Regions from separate parts of the Mus musculus genome. Here region 1 is linked to region 2. Evidence: chromatin contacts called from public promoter capture Hi-C data. All regions are on one chromosome and are shown on one strand. The core of a region is the stretch at or near the end of the contact, and the rest is flanking DNA. Distances in the headings are between cores, read along the strand shown.

Region 1 (3,498 bases), core at 689-3,188, 430 kb before region 2:
GAATGAATGAATGAATGAATGAATGGATGAATGAATGAATGAATGTGGGGTCTAGGAGATAACAAGTGTGCAAAGACACTTGTCCCAAGCCTGACAACCCAAGCTTGGGGACAACCTTCGGGGCCACTTGGTAGAAGTTGTTCACCTGGTGACATGAGTGTCCTGCTGCAAAGAAATAAACAAGTGTGCTGAGTTTTCCTGGCCTGCTGTCCCACTTAAGGTTACTCTTGCTATGATGGAACACCATGCCTGAAAGCAACTTGAGGAGAGGACAGGAACCTGGGGGCAGGGGCTGATGCAGATGCCTTGAAGGGGTGTTGCTTACTAGCTTGCTCCTCATGGCTTGCTAGGTCTGCTTTCTTATAGAACCCAGGACCACCAGCCCGGGGTGGTCCCACCCACAATGGGCTGGCCCTCCACATAAATCACTAAATAAGAACATGCCCTACAGGTTTTCCTACAGCCTACTTCTTCTGGAGTCATTTGCTTTTCAGTTGAGTCTCCCGTCTCTCCAGCGAGTCTAGTTTGTGTCAAGTTGACATGAAACTAGCCAGTACACCTGCTAAGACCATTTATTAAAGCTGCAGTTTGAAGTATGCGATCTTTACCAAACCATACTTATAAAATACATGTGCCTTGAAGGCAGAGGGAGGGGTGGGAGGAAGTGGCAACAGAGAAGAGTTTAGTCACCCTGGAGACAGACAGAGCTTGCCTGGGAACAGGCAGTTTGAATAGGACTCTAGTCTTTTCAGTATCTTCCCTGTGATTTCTCCTGTTGAATGTCCTGAGCAATTCCTGTCTGTTGGTGTGGGAGCCATCTCATGACCCTCGGTCACTCTCAGATCACATGCTTTCCCTGATGCTGTGCAGGCCAGCTAATCTGCGAGGGAGATGACTTTAAGGTAGATGTTTTGGGGAGTAATTTAAAGACTTGTGTGACTTCTAGACAGCAGGAATTTGTGTATCTACAGACCTTTCCTCTCTCTGGGCATAACCTCTTCTTGTAGAAATGATTGTTCTCTTAGCAGGTCTGGTTTGGGACACACAGAGTCCATTAAGGACCCAGAGAGGACCAGGTTCCAGTTTGCCCATGTCACCTCTTGGGTAAATCTGCACTGCTCTTTAACACAGGACAGTTCATGGTGGAGGTCAGGACCTTCCTAGATGTCCAGACTTAAGAGGAAAAGCTAATATGTAACTTGGTTGTTGAAATTTTAACTGAGTTCTCTAAATTCCAAGATAGTAGTAGTGAGTAGCAAAGTCCTGTGCATCATACTCTGTACATAGGTGTACACACATGAACATTATCTTTATACATTGTGTACATAAGCATTTTACGAACTTGCAACAGAATACAACAGTCACAGCTGCATATGTTTATGTGCCCATATGCTACACATGCTGTGCACAATGTCACATTGTGTGAAGATTGTGGCTTCTTTTTTGAAGACCAAGAGTGTTCAATCTTTCAGCATCTCTAGTTGTTTGTGTTTTCAGGTTGACAGACGATCAATCATAACAAGAGACGCACACCACAGAATTCTGCAGTGCCCAAGGGCTAGCCCTGGGCACTTCCAGCTGCTTTCGAAGAATCCTGTGATGGGCCCCATGCCTGCATCGGAATGGTGCCAAACAAAGCTAACTTTTTGGAAAGTGGCACATCTGTGGGTTCTCTGATGGGCGAGTGCAGCTGGAAGGGCCACCTTCTGTCCTCAGGTTAAGCAGATCTGGGTCTGCTGCAAGCCGGGCTTTACATACCTCCATCTGCAGAAGGGTTTGGAAAAAAAGGTGAAGTAGTAGCAGCGGTGGAGTAGCAAGCAGTTGCGGGCTGCACGGAGGGCACGTGACTAGGGGCGGGGCCTCGTGTGGCGCCAGCCAGTGGCGGGGCTCGGGGGTGGGGCCTGAGCGCGCAGCTCCCGCGGCCCGGCTCGCTCTGCGGGAATGTGGGCTGGAGTGGTCCAGCTGCGGGGCCGAGGTGCAGCGAGCCACAGGGTCGATCCATAGCGCCATGGCCTGCATCCTCAAGGTAACAGCTCGGCGGTGGGCCGCATGCGAGCTCCGCCTGCTGGGTGCGCCGAGGCGTGGAGCCCGCCGCGGTCCCGCCGCATCCTCAGCCCGCCCGTCTCTTCCTGGCGTCGGCTTCCTTTTTGTTCCTTTGGCCAAGGCATCTGGGTGGGAGACTATGTAATGTGCGTTGGGCACAGACTCCTTGCCTGCACTGCTGCCGGCTGGCTCCTGTCTGGAAGGAGCTGGGCAGGGAGCGCGCGGCGGCGTGCCGAATGATGGGTATAGCAGGCGGAGCAGAGGGTGCTCCGAGACTTGGGTCAGGGCAGCCCGCGGCCTGTGGGGGGCCATGGGCTGAAAAGGAGTGGCCCAGCATGGGTGAGGGGCACAGCGTTTGAGAGGAGGAGGAGAGGGTGCAGAGAGCCCGCAGCCTTTGCTCCCGGGAACACATAAACTTCTAGGTCTACAGGTAGCCCTGTAGGGATGAGTTTTCTGGGGAACTAGCTCCAGGTGCCGGGACTTAAGTTGGAAAAGTTCATTAGATGGACATAGGTAGAATGTTGGACTTCCTTAGGCTCACATGTGAACAGACAGTATCTACCCAGAGTCCAGCCCTATTTTGCTGAGTTCTTTCAAGCCTTGGTACATTCCATGTTCTTAGTGACTCCTTAGCCACAGGCTTGAAGGCTTTGCGTGGACCTACTTGGTGAGGACCTTTTCTGGGAAGACTTGTTTCCAACTCACCGAGAAAGTTCACTCCCTAGCCTGTTCTGGTTTTTCCTCGCTGTCCTTATTCAGTTGCCCAGTCTGACTCCGTGGATCCAAACTTGAGCAGCATGAAGGTTTCCCATCCCGGAGAGAAAACTAAGGTGTTCGGTTTCCAGCCCCGAGAAGGTGCTGTGTGACCAAGGGCCACACAGAACAGTCTTGTGTGTCGTAGCACTTAATATAGTCTTGGGCTGCTGTTGAAGTTGTACCAGTCATCCTTCCCTCTCATGAAGCGAGGCAGCAGACCCTTATTGTGACTTTCCTGAGCTTGCCGTTTGTTTTGGAACACTTTCCACGCCTTTTCTTTTCTTTTTTTTTCCCCAAGGGTGGCAAAGTTAGGAGGAAATAATCCATTGGTATCACAGAATGCAACTTGAACTCACAGGAACTGGAACTAGGTCACCACATCGTCTCTATTTATTTGTGTCATTTGCTAAAAGGAAATCAAGGCGCCTGCCATGTCCTGTTGTTGGTCATGTCTTCCTCTATTGGTTTTTCCCCTGTCATGCATCTTCTGTCTGTGTGAGTGTGCTTGCTCTGGAGTGGTGCTGCTGATTGGACTTTTACAAATGCCAAGGTCCTGTCTGGTCACAGGGCTATATCCCCAGATCCCTCGAGGCATCTCTAGTGCAGATCCAAGGGCACACATAGATCTCACCTGTCATCCCTCACACAGAGGAGCCCCTCCTTACTTGCCTTCAAACCCTAACCATGAATCAAGATGAA
Region 2 (3,917 bases), core at 1,338-3,837:
ATACATACATGTTTGCTGTTATTTTTATAAATGGAAGGCGTTCTGTGAGCCTTGAGATGATCTGCTGCCTGGCATTCAGCAGATTGATCACCACGGCCGTGTGTAAAGCCGGGCTCCAGGACCCCCAGCATCATTGTTAAAATGAGGTGCTTTTTACAAGGCAGTCTTCTCCGGGCCACGCTATGATTTCTTTCAGGGCCAGACTATTTTCTCTCTGGAAATTGACAAGAACTAATTTTTACTACTTTTGCAAGGTGAAGCAAAGGAAACAATCAATATTGTCTTTCAAGATCATATAGCTGCCGAGCAGCGTGCTGAGACCAGAATCCCAAATTTGCTCTCTACCAAACATGGCTGATCTACAGAGCATCCGTGTAGACGTGGAAACAGAGCTGTGAATTTGTGGATATCATATGTAGGTACTGTTCTCTCTTGGGTAAGGAAGTAGGAAGGAATCTAATTTGTTTTCTCTTATCCTAAGGGAAGCTAGTCCATGAATGGGGACTAATTGTGATTAAAAGTCCCAAACAGCACCCAAGCCACGGGCTTTCTTGTTATTATATGGCTTCTTTTTTTCTACACAAAAAGGTAGCAGTGTTTATCTTGAAAAAGATTACGTGGGATTGGTAAAGGCTGCAGATTTTATAACAATTACATTTGCTGCATGAACAAAAATAACATTTGATAACCATTGTTCCACTTGGCAAAAGAAGTCTTAATCAAGATTCAGTTCAGCTTAATGTTTACACTCGAAATCCAATTCGTGAATTCATCTGCCACTTAAAAGCTAACCCCGAAAAATCATATAAAAATACAAACTGAGAGCTCGCAAGTCTACTGAGGCTGGAAATGTATGTTACAGGAAATTATACCATTAAAAGCAGCTTGAGACTTACAGGTCCTACACACATATTTATTTAATTAAATAAAAATCTAAATATCATGCCAGGAAGTGGTTTATACCCCCAGAGATTCACAAAGAAACAACAAGAAGGATGTTCGCCCCAAGGATTTCATACTCACACTAGTAAGACAGACATATAAACAGGGGTCTTCAATGTAGTCATGACTGACTGCAGTAAGAAGAGGTAGTGTGCCCGTGCCTGGAAGCACAGGCCTTGGAGCCTGACCAAGTTTTCAGGGTATGGAGAAGGAAGAGCTCTGGAAGGAGAAGAAGGAGTGTCGGAGGAGGGGCGGTGTGAATCCTGTAGTGTGTTCTGAGTTGCAGCATGAGTATTATAGAGACTTAGAACACCAAGCAGAGGAAGCTGAGAGGTCAGATTTGGAGATGTGGGGACTTGTGTTGGTGTCGGCATTCCCTGAAGCAGGGACTGTGGGTGGTAGATTAGGTAGTCAAGTATTTCTGCGATCCAGGCAAAGAGCTTCAACTTAGGCAGGAATAGATGAGTGGACTAAAGATGGATGACTTGAAGAGGACCTAAGAAAGGCCAACGTGCGGAATGATGGTATGAGGATGGGTGTCCCTCCAGTTTATAATGTACTAATTGAACAATGTGCATTGTAAAGTACACATAATATGCACAGGCATGCAGACAAAGAGTATGATTATTCTCATTGTGTTCATTTTAAAGTTCCTATATGACATGGAGTAGAAGTAGCCAACAATAAATGAAAGTAATACTATGAACTGCAAACAACAGGGCTGAGAAGGAAATTCTGACCTGTAAAGTAGAGACCCAGAAGTGATAGTTAAAACCCAGAGAGGAGAAACAAGATGGATCCAGGGACCCAGCTCTGGAGAGTACACAGAAAGGAGAGCCACAGGTGCATTCTGGGAGGAAGCGGTCAGAGACAGCATCACTTCACACAGGTCAGAGTAGCAGAGGCTCAGAACGGTGTCATGATCAAAACTGAAATGAAAAGTAGTGGGGTTCAGAACAAGGACCTATAGAGATTTAACCTCAAGGTTGAAGATCTATGACGTCCCACTTGTATAGATCCGCGTCTGCAGTGGTGTCTGTGTTCCGTCAGAAAGTGATTGCGGAGAGCGCGTGGGCAGAGTCCTTCCTAGTGGAGAACTTCAGGTGGGAGGGAAGAGCCCAGCAGATGGGACAGTGGCTTTAGGAAGTTCGGGTTCTAGAGTGGGCTGTTCACAGAGTAGAGATGTTTAAGAAAGGCTGGCAGCTGGGAAGGAGCCACCAATATGTCAATATAGAAATGCAGATGAAAGAGGGGGAAAAAAAACGACGCATCGTGCACCCAGAAGAACCACAGGATGGAAGCATGGGATCCAGAAGAAAGGATGGACCGAAGCAGGAGGGATTTAAAAAAATTATACCTATGGGGCTCAGAGGGTGATGAGAAGGAGGAATCAATAAACATGGAGAGGAGGGACAGAAAAGGTCGGTCCTGCCCTGTGACTTCAAGTCAGAGGCCGTCAGTACTGATCCATTCCTCCAACAGGGCTGCAAGATGACATAGGTGGATCCCATCGGGAGAGGCCCCTCCCCTCCCTCCCTCCCCTCCTGGGTTCCCCTTTATTTCCTCACACTGCCACATTGCTTCTCAGAGCCCCGCCCCAAGCACCTGGTCCTTTCTCTCACCTGCATGTCAAAGTTGTCGTTCAGAAGTGCTGGATATCCCGCTGCAATAGACTTCTCCTTAAAGCATCTCCCTGTTGTCTTCCTCCAAGCATGTTGTAAGTTTTTTCACATTCCACTGTGAATGTCTGTAGTAAGTTATTCTGCGATCGACTATGAATGCCTGTGGTCTGGCTAACTGCTCAGCTTTTCATGGGGACATGTGCCCTTTCCGAGGCCACTGAGGCTTTCAAACCTTCCCTCACCACACTCCGGCTGTCTTCCTCTACCCCGTAAACAGATGTCCTCAGCTCTAGCCACATAAGACTCTTCACGTTTGTAAAAAAATGAACCATATTTTTTGAAAGTCCTATGGCTAAATGAATTATCAGGCCACTAAACACCTCCCGGGGCAGGCACGAAGCTCAGCATCTCTACTGCCATCCAGGGTGGGGAGCAGCTGAATGCTTCTGTGGCAGGGCACAGTTCAGGACACACTGCCTTGGTGAATCTCATAGGGGTACATGGTTATGTGTTTTATCATAACAGAAATTTAGGGTGAAATTCCAAAACACTACTTTGTAATATCAGGCTTAAAGGCTATTTACTAATTCCTGCTACAAAAGCAGAAGTGAAGACATAGGCCATTTCCCCACTGTGCCCAAGTCTCCAAACGGACAGAAGGAACAATCCCTAGAGAATGACCTAGCCTTGTGCTTAGATACGGACGCCTTCATCCTGGAGCCGTCAACACACTCAGTGTTCTCACTGCCTTTGTTGCTGTGGTAAAGCACTAAGCAACCCAACTTGGGGGAGAAAAGGATTTACTTGGCTTTCATTTCCACATCACACACCAGGGCAGGAACTGAAGCACCAGCCGTGGAGGAAAGCTGGTTCTCAGCTTGCTTTCCATGGCTTGCTTAGCTGCATTTTTTTAGCACAACCCAGACCTACTGCCTGTAGTGGCAATGCCCACAGTGGGCTGGGCACTCCTCATTATCTAACAAGAAAGAAAATGTTCTACTTTCATGCCGGTCTAACGGAAGCAAGTCCTCAGTCAAGGTTCCTGCTTCTTGGGTGTCTTTAGTTTGTGTCAGATTGGCAAAAGCTAACAAACATGTCCAAGCTGGAAGGGCAAGCTGGAAGGATGGCTGGGCTCTCTGTTCTCTGTCAAGTGTGAATCTAGAACATATAACATTATGCTCTCAGAGACAAGCCAATGTTCTCCTACATTGTCACATCCAAGCTGTGAGCAGTGCCACAAGACTGATACCAGGTTCCAGTGTGACACAAGTGCTCAATATGCAGGCCCTGCTATGAAAAGATTACTTCCACTATTTACATCCTAATTTAGGGGATTACCTGTGGCAGGCAAAA

Evidence for each region. Promoter capture Hi-C pulls out the DNA fragments that hold promoters and counts their contacts.
Region 1: a promoter capture Hi-C map of embryonic stem cells shows a contact between it and region 2, with 2.3 times the contacts expected there. The contact joins the promoter of St6galnac3 here to the promoter of 1700012D16Rik in region 2. A contact is called at or near these places in 1 of 39 promoter capture datasets (embryonic stem cells) and 1 of 115 datasets of contacts at active chromatin or transcription factors (embryonic stem cells).

What each region holds. Positions count from the first base shown.
Region 1 is chr3:153,723,573-153,727,070 of GRCm38.p6, reverse strand. It overlaps St6galnac3 (ST6 (alpha-N-acetyl-neuraminyl-2,3-beta-galactosyl-1,3)-N-acetylgalactosaminide alpha-2,6-sialyltransferase 3), which reads left to right and starts at 1,938. Exons shown (of 5, transcript NM_011372.2): 1 at 1,938-2,026. The coding sequence starts at 2,009.
Region 2 is chr3:153,297,319-153,301,235 of GRCm38.p6, reverse strand. 1700012D16Rik (RIKEN cDNA 1700012D16 gene) reads left to right here and starts at 2,587. Exons shown (of 2, transcript NR_126464.1): 1 at 2,587-2,659. All of the region lies in intron 3 of St6galnac3 (ST6 (alpha-N-acetyl-neuraminyl-2,3-beta-galactosyl-1,3)-N-acetylgalactosaminide alpha-2,6-sialyltransferase 3), which reads left to right.